Linked DNA regions of Zea mays: region 2 is linked to region 1. Evidence: chromatin contacts called from public Hi-C data. All regions are on one chromosome and are shown on one strand. Each heading gives the region's core, a stretch centred on a gene start, on an enhancer-like site or on the middle of the called end of the contact. The rest is flanking DNA. Distances are from core to core; before and after follow the strand shown.

Region 1 (4,756 bases), core at 1,215-3,714:
TTTTTTGTTTGGTTGAAGAGTAGAATAGAGTGGAGCCGCTCCGTTCATTGTTTGGTTGGAGAGTCATATGAGTGTGGAGTGGAAGAGAGGGAGGAGAGCACTCGCGTCCGCGAGAGCGCTCGCATCCGATCGTTTTCGTGGAACGGGAGCATCCCAAATATTTGCCATATATAGACTTCCGCAGCCACTCCGCTCTCCTCCTTTAGAAACCAAACATAAAAAAAATAAGAATGGAACCGTTTCATTCCTCTCCGCTCCTCAACCAAACACACCATAAGTCATGGAAATGATCATCATCAAACACACTAATGTTTTGTTTATAGAGGCTATTTTTTAGTCTCTCTATTTTATTTCATTTTATTCTCTAAATTATTAAATATAGAAGCATATTGATAATTTAGAGATTAAAATAGAAAAATAGAAAGACTAAATATTAGTCTCTAAAACCAAACACTACAATATCGCTCACGAGAAGTTCGCCATCATATCCTCGTCGTTTCTGGATCGGGAATGCTAGCAAATTATCGCCTGGTCACTTGCCGTGGGGAGCAAAACTTTCCCTAAACCGCTTGCTCTGTCTTTACATTTACACGTATACATATGGGCAATCGATCATTGCGGTGTCAGCCTTCAACCATGGACCCACACATTGTTCTAATGGTGGGGCCTCGCTCGATTAGACCCGCCGGGTCTGAGCTTGCTTGCATGTAACGATAGGTTGACGATGACGAGTTCATCTGGGATTTACTACTCTGCTGCTTGAGACCTTGAGTGTTTATACGTGCGGTGTTTTATACTGTTGATTATACTATTTACATAGTTAAGTTTAAAATAGAAAATGAGATAGAGTGTGTGATTGAGAGACTGATGGAGGTAGTGTCATTTATTCCGCTGCAGATCTGACACTTCCCTTGTGTATAAAGAAATATATAGATGCCGAGAATGAGAAAGCTTATTGTTCTGGCCTCCTCTGCAGTGTATTCTGCTTTCTGGCAGCTAATCGATCTAGTTTTATGATTTCTAAATAAATATGGCTTTATTATTATTGGGTTTCCGACAGCATCACGGAAGTTGCAGTGCGTGCATGTGATGATCTCCGTTTCTTTTTTCTTTCTCACGCAGAATAATAGTATTCCTGAAACTCCAGTGGCCGGGCTTTGCTGCATTCCTCCGTCCTCCCATATGCCATGTCTACAGCTACTATCTAGGCTGGGCACGTAGGAGTACCTTCTCAAGTAAGAGCAGCTAAAAAGCAAAGTCGGCACAGCTAAAAAGCAAGGGTTATATGTTCTTACCATACGTTGCATGCGCTCACAGTTATCTTAGGGTCCGGGTTTTTCTAATTACTAGCAGCTCTTGCTTTCGACGGTTAGTTGTTATATATCATATAAATATGTATTTAGATATTTATTCAAATATAATTATTGTTTTATTTTGAACACTAAAACATGTTTGGTCTGCTGGTTAGTCTCAAATTTTTGAAGAAGGAGGGTGTGTGTTCAAATGCTCATTCCTAAGAACGTATATGTACGCAAATCCTGCTATGTGACGATCTCCAAAGATTGGATCGGCAAAATTTTTATGAGGTTAGTTTAAATATTAAGGAGTAGTGAGCTTAGGTTATTTTTATAATGACAAAGGTAGATACTTTATATGTAAATTTAAGGGGTTACTTTGAAGTATTTTCATAATGATGAAGGCAGGTAATTCTTTTTTATTTTATTTTATTGAAAAGTTCACATGGTTATTGTGGATCGTGAATAGAATCTGTTGAAGCGATGGATGGGTGTTTCTGATGTGTGTAAAAAGGTACCTACATAATTTATTTATTTTCTCTATCTATCGTGTCTAACGTGGATAATTGAAAAGTACTCTACTATTAGTAACAACAAGAATATATAATCACTGATCCCCGCAAAGTTTTTAACGCATAAATATCTAAAACCCCTATACAACTTATTACCACCACCCTCCCGGCCGGTTGGTTAATAAATAGGAAAAACATTTTCATTCTGACATAGCACGTTCTTTTTACTTTGGTTAAACTTTGAACAATGGTGTCTTCTGAAACATGTCATGTTAGTAACTTTTTAATTTTTATTAGCAAGACAATATCATGATTCTACTACATTTTATAAATATTAATGTAATGACGATCAGTGTTCAAAGTACTGTTTCGTATATCTATCTATGATATCTAAAATAGCGAACGTGTATTTGTTTTTACTACATATACTACCGTGTGTCCGTGTTCGACGAACTCGACCAAGAAGTAAAGCTAGTACAGCACAGATTTGTCCAAGCTCGTATCATGTGAACGATGAAACTAAATTAGAAAAGCGGAGCGCGTCGAGGAAGTACATGCATGCATGTACACTTTAAGGGTGGCATGCATGACACCTAAGCGCGCGCGTCTTCCAAATCGGTAGCCCCAACCCTTTCTCCACAGCTGAGCTAGTGCGTGTGGTGTGACACTGTGTAGGCGCGGCGTTTCATTCCAGTGGCGAGCTCGACGCCGCGCCAGCGCCACTATATATACGATGGAGTCCACTTGCTCACGCATCATCAGCGTCACTCTCCTCCCTTCCTCCCGTTCCCTCCCCGCCCAAGGCACGAACAGCAGGGGGGAGATCTAAGCGCCGCGGCGCACGCCGAACGGCAGTTCATATATATGATGGTGAAGAACCCAAGCAGCAATGGCGTTCTCACGGCGGCGGCCGCCTTTTCCGACAGCAAGGCCATGCGGGAGAGCGGCAAGGCGGCGGCGGCGAGGCCGTACAAGGGGGTGCGGATGCGGAGCTGGGGGTCGTGGGTGTCGGAGATCAGGGCGCCCAACCAGAAGCGCCGGATCTGGCTCGGCTCCTACGCCACTCCCGAGGCCGCGGCGCGCGCCTACGACGCCGCGCTGCTGTGCCTCAAGGGCTCCGACGCCGTCCTCAACTTCCCTTCCTCGTCCGCGTCCTCGACTCACCGGCGTGCTGATGACAGCAGCGGCGGCCGCCCGGACGACGACGACCCGGGTGCCAGCGGCGGCATGTCGCCGAGGTCCATCCAGCGCGCCGCGGCCGCGGCTGCCGCGGCGTTCGGCGACGCCGCCGGCATCGGCGCCAGCGCGACGACGACGCCGACGCCTGCCTCGCTGTCGACGCAGGGCAGCACCGATCACGCCCACCAGGAGCACGCGACGGCATCATCGTCTGCCGCGGACGACAGCACAGGCTCGCCGCCCGGCGGGGAGGAGCTGTGGACGGACCTGGAGGCATTCGCCTCGCCCAAGTCGATGGATCTGATAGACACCGGCGCCGCGCCGTTCCCGTCGTCGGCGTGGGAGGAGCCCGAGGACGACGGCGAGCTGATGAGGCTGTGGAGTTTCTGCTAGGCCTCGCGCTCTCTAAAGATCGATCGCAATGCAGTGAGCGTACATGCATTGCTCCATCTTTTTTCTTGTCGACGACATTGCAAGGAGAGTGCCTAGCTAGGTTCATGCATGCGCAGCTTCCACCAAAGATTCTTTTGTTTTTTTACATAAGATAAAACAAGATAAATATTAATTACCTGTACTCATCTGGACATGGATTGTTGAGCGAGCGAGAGCCGAGAGCATCGGATACTTCTGCTAGATTTGCCTCCATTTTGTTTAAAGATAGAATTATTAGTACAGTTTTCGCGATTGCTTAATCTAATCAGAAAGTGCTCGGAAGGACACGCGCTGTGTCTCTGTCTCCTGAGGCTTCGCGTCTAAGCATTTTGCGGTTCACACTAGCTAGCGCTGTGCTGTACTGCTGCTGGTGTGTATCATAGTTTTTGGTGTTGTAAAGGTGAACGCACACGATGCTTTTGATCCTGCTCGAATCTAGCGCACCCGTCGTGCGTTCTCGTTTCCTTCCGCATCTTGTTTAAGAAATCTTCGGTTAACAATGGTACGTACTATATGCATGTTTTAGGTTTTTTTTCTTATGAGTTTTTCTAAGAATCTATATTCCTTAAAAAAACTAGTCGTGGGCAAGGTTTAAAATAGCGGGCTATATAAAATAGTGGCATCATTTTTTTCAGGCTACAAAGCTATCGCGTGGCTATAGCGCAGCTATAGCAAATAGCGGATTTATAAAAAACATAAAAATATCCATGATTTATGCAAAAAAAATATTGAAGTCAAGATATTTGACTAAGACCAATATGTTTTCAAGGCTCTAGGAGACTAGAGACAGTACACAATACATGATTCATGAAATTCAAGTATTTGACACTTCAATAACATAGTTAACCACTAGCTAGGTAGCTGCACAACATGATAATTAATAGGTTTACTAAGTTCTAAATACTTGAGTAGTAAAGAATTTACCATCTTGCTAACGTGATAGCAACACAATACCATGATTTAGTACAACCAAAAAACTTACTAGTGTAATCTTTTGATCAAGCATAGAGTCATCTGGATAAGAAGAATGGACACTTGAGGACTATTGATCCATGTCAATATCGTGTGCATCATCTTATTATATATATAAAGCAAGTTTAGGTTGTTATGTATAAGCAAGTTTAGATTTATCTTCATTACAATAATTAATATTATTGAGCTTCCTCGTCCTTCTTCATTACATTCATTATTTTTGCCCCACCAAGAAAAATAGGGCTATAGCGTGGCTATTTAGCGCTAAAGCTACGACATTTAGCGAAGCTAAATCGGGCTATAGCGGTTGTAGCTGAAATAGCGTCTAAAAGTGAAATATCGTAGCTTTAGATCCTCCAAAAAGCT
Region 2 (4,756 bases), core at 1,377-3,876, 260 kb before region 1:
TTGGTCACTATACAGACCGAGTACAAGCATTTCAATTTTGGCGCATATCTAATGTGGTTTATCCAAATAACTGCATGTTTTCATAAAAAATAAAATAAAAGATCCTTCAAAACTGAATGCAACATTGTTCTCCCCCCCCCCCCCCCCACCAAAAAAAAACTGTACGTTAAGAACTGAAAGGGTATAAAAGATCCCCAATAAAGAAGGAACCACACAAACGAATACAAACTCAGCCCGGGAAACCTTCGTTTTACAAGAAAAGCAACCATAAACTGCCTCAAACAGATATTATGATCCTGCGATGTTTTGCCACAATGATTTACTTTTGTCAACATGTGATATGTTACTTGCTGAATTTAGAGAAGGGAAATCAAACACTTAAGAACACCTCAAACTTTCAACTTCTATTATATCAGGAATAATCTCCAGGAAACTTAATACTACTTTCTACATTAATTTACTTTAGTTTTCAGCAGAAAACTGTAAAAAAATGACGTTTTGAATGAGTTGATATAAACTCATCTTCAGCTACAGAAGCACATTCAAAGATCGCCTTTCCATATTGATCTTAAGTGATACAGGATTACAGGTGCTCACCCGCAGGTGTCTCATATATTAGGAGAGTGATCAGATCAGTGCAAAACAAAACCCCCAAACAAGGAAATCTCACTGGTTTTTTTTATTATGCAGGGAATTGGATTCCACTGAGATTTCAGAACCAAAAAAAATCCCCAAACAATACTTCCAATTAGTACTTCTATAGTTCATATACAATTTTTAGAAGGAAGAAAAATTAAACCAGTGCCACCCAGCACCCACTGTCCCCACCAAAGGCAGCTTTACCACCACTACCAGCATGCATGCAACATTCCTGCTTTAGGTATACACGATTACTTTTACACTTGCACTAAAAAATGTACAGCTGATATCTTTTGTTGTGTTCTGTTTTCTACAAGCCTCCTTGATGAGGCCCAAGTAACTAACTCAAAGCAAAATCTTACCGAATTTGCAAGTCACTTATATTCATTATCTAACATAATAGCAAGTACAAGGAAATAACTCAAGCTTTTTCTTGGAAAAAAAAAACTCAGTATGACTGATAGCCAAAAATACCAAATTACAGTAGCACTTTTGCTCAAAATATCAAGTATGTACGAAAATTCCAATGATCCTATTAGCAAATTTCCTCTGTTCTAAAACCAAGGGCCCTGTCTCCAGTGAGTTCAGATGTAAAACTAGGGCTGCTAAATCAAGAATGGCTGACGACCCAGCACAAGCATCGAATCACAGTTCTGTTCAGATGCCTAGTGCTCCAGTTATTAATCATGTTTTTTTTTGCTTATCAGTGTCTCCTTTGCAGTAATTATTCATAATGCCTCACATAAACATATGGTTGCATAACCAATGCATGTAATTCAGTCAATTCAAGAGTTGCACGCACTGCTGCAGCCCGTAATTCCTACCACTGGGCTGATTTGGTGACCAGAGATCACGGGGGGTTAGAGGGGATTGAGGGGGAAATTAGTTCATCCCCCCCCCCCCCCCCCCGTAATTATTCATAATGCCTCACATAAACATATGGTTGCATAACCAATGCATGTAATTCAGTCAATTCAAGAGTTGCACGCACTGCTGCAGCCCGTAATTCCTACCACTGGGCTGATTTGGTGACCAGAGATCACGGGGGGTTAGAGGGGATTGAGGGGGAAATTAGTTCATCCCCCCCCCCCCCAATTCCCTCCAATCCCCCTGTGATCCTATTGTTACCAAATCAACCCTAAGGGCTAGTTTGGGAGCCACAAAACCGGATGGGATTGAAGGGGCTAAAGCCCCTTCTTATTCAATTTGGGAACTTAAATCCCCTCCAGAATTCCCGGTGTTTGAGTGGGAAAATGACCTAAATTCCCCTTCATCCAAACACCTACTAGAATTCCGGCTGAAACTACATTTGTTTTGCAGAGAAAACGGCAGTAAGAATGATCTGCTTGCTAAGTAGAAAAAAACATGGGCTAACATCCATCCTAAAGCTTATTGCTAGGAGTTCCCGTATGCTTCTAGAAATACAAGATTATAGAGACAGCATCAGTCGATAATCTAGCACCCAAATCAATAGGACTAGGTGTTCAACACAGAAGACAATCTCGATAGCATCATGCGAATAATCAGTTAGATCAATTGACAGATCGGGCCACCAGACGAACCCACTAATAGGACTAGGTGCTCAACCCAGATGACAATGGGGATAGCCATGCGAATAATCAGTTAGATCAATTGACAGATCGGACCGCCAGCGAACCCACCAGCAGAAACCATGAACAAGCAATTCCTAACCTATGGGGCTATTCCTTCGGAAATCAGATTACCTCTCTCGACGTAAGCCATGGTCGGCCTGGATCACCCTTGCCGCCCTTCGGGATGTAAACTACGGATTAGGCGTCTAAGACTTGTTCGGCGGAGAATAAGAAGGTGAGGCCGAAGGAAGGAGGGGATTCGCGAAGCTTCGTCGTTGCGCGTAGAAAGGCCGTCAGATCGATGCAGTCGGGACTCGGTTGACGAGCACAAGGTCAAGGTCAACCAGCATCGAGCCCTCAAACTTGGTGCTGTATAGTGGATTAGTGGTGCAGCTGGTTATTCTTTCAGATTAAAACCAGCTATTTATAATGATACTACTATAATTTATAAAGACAAAAATATTATAAATATAGTAGTAGCCGGTACTAACTAAAATCAAACAAACAGGTCGTGAATATCTGTTAATTGAGAAAGCAAGACTAGGTCTTCGATTTGTAACGGAGGAAAACAAAATAATTTTAGAGAATTTAATTTATATAAGACCCTGTTTGTTCGTTGGAATTGATTCGGATAATTATAATTTAGATATAAAGTAATTAAGTTAATATATTATGATAATATATATATATATATTATTTTAAATTATATGAAAGAGATAGTTATATACTATACTTATGCTATAGAGAAACAAGTAAAAGAGTGTGTTATAATTTGTATATTTGAAAAATATCATACAAATCTATAGAATCCATTTCCATCTTTCACCCTATAAATTTGATATAATCTTATATATAAACTTTGGAAAGTTATGAAATGTTACGTTCTAAAAAATAGCCTACTCCATTAGTTAGATTTCAATTTCTCAAATGAAGGAAAACAAACGGGGCCTAAAAAGTTTTTCAATAAGGGTCCGTTTGTTTCACTTCATTTTGAGGAATTGGAATTTAACTAATACAGTAGCCTTTTTATATAATGTGACATTCCACAATTTTCCAAAGTGTATATATAAGTCTCTCAAATTCATGGGGTGTGAGATGAAAATTAATTCTATAGATTTACATGCTACTTTTCTAATGTAAAATTTATAGCACACTCTTTTACTTGTTTCTCTATAACATAAATGTAGTGTATAACTATATATCTGATATGATTTAGGATAATATACAAATACATTACATAAATAAATATATTAACTCAGTTAGTTTTGTCAAAATTATAATTATTAGAATAGAATTCAATTCCAACGAAACAAACGGGGCCTAAGAGTCTTCACAACAAAGGATTAAAATTTCTATGGAATGACATCCTTGGTAACAATTTTCAAGAAAAATAAACATGAGATCTAACTTTATGTTTTCTATCCTTTATGTTTACATTTCTATATTTTCTTATGTATAATTTAAACACATGTTTTACGACTTTCGGGTGTTATAAAATGTTTTGCGACTTTCATGTGTTATAAATTCTTACTTTCATGTGTTATAAATTCTTAAAGCATTCTAATGGTATGGACATTCTAATCCTGTGTGCTGGAGGCTATGGTCGAGCGAGGAACCTGGCATGCGCGCGCCTCACGGATGTTCGTTCCCAGATTTTGTCGTGCGCGTGCGTCGCGGATGTTCGTTTCTCGCTCAGTTTCTTGTGGCGCAGATATGCTAAGTGCTGTTGTATTTAAGGAATTGACTATAATCTACAGCAACCGAATCTCTAGTGACTAGTTTAGGAGCCATAAAACTAGAGGAGATTGAAGGGGCTAAAATCTCTTTCTTATTCAAAATTAAATAAGAAAAAGATTTTAGCTCCTCCAATCCACTCCGGTATTTAAACTCCCAAACTAGCCCCCAAGTCTGAAAGCTCTAGCTCCCTAAGAGCATCTCCAACAATGCCTTAAACTAGTGCCTCAAATTGAAATATAGGGCTCTACACAGGAAAAACCACTCCAACAGTGCCTCAATTCAACAAATTTTGTCAAAAAACTATAGGACACCCTCTCAAGTGCCTCAAATATACTACACCGTAGTGGGCTGCCCTATAATCTAGATTTGGGGCTTTACTGTTGGAGCGGGGTGTTTTGTTGGTGCCCTAAATTCTATAAAATTTACTTATTTTTAAATTATAAGGCATTTTTATAGGTCACGTTGTTGGAGATGCTCTAAGTCTGAAATGTTTTGGTTTGACATCTGTTGATAATTCCGTATTGTGTTGGTTTTTCCCGAGGGCTCAAAGAGACCATCCGTTCTTCAACTTTGTCAGTTCTTTGTTCTTGTTTGGTGACTGGGTCCTGGAGCAGTGGAGGAGTAGACGACGTCGCACAACAGCACGATGACTACTAATTCAAAGTTTTGAAGGTACCTATGACCTGCGCATTCAGAAACTAAGAGAGCAATCCGTTAAAATTTTCCGATAAAAAAAATCTCGAGGTATCTTTCTAGATACTCACAAGCTAGCGGACCCCTCTCAGATT

Evidence for each region. A called contact is a pair of places that touch in the nucleus more often than the background predicts.
Region 2: a contact with region 1 is called in a Hi-C map of tassel, with 2.0 times the contacts expected there. The contact joins the promoter of LOC100277047 here to the promoter of LOC103634084 in region 1. A contact is called at or near these places in 2 of 25 Hi-C or Micro-C datasets (ear and tassel).

Annotation. Positions count from the first base shown.
Region 1 is chr1:37,656,159-37,660,914 of Zm-B73-REFERENCE-NAM-5.0, reverse strand. LOC103634084 (ethylene-responsive transcription factor ERF012) reads left to right here and starts at 2,464. Exons shown (of 1, transcript XM_008655705.4): 1 at 2,464-3,841. The coding sequence starts at 2,672. The coding sequence ends at 3,379.
Region 2 is chr1:37,913,661-37,918,416 of Zm-B73-REFERENCE-NAM-5.0, reverse strand. It overlaps LOC100277047 (glycine-rich protein), which reads right to left and starts at 2,626. Exons shown (of 4, transcript NM_001150715.2): 1 at 2,364-2,626. The coding sequence starts at 2,382.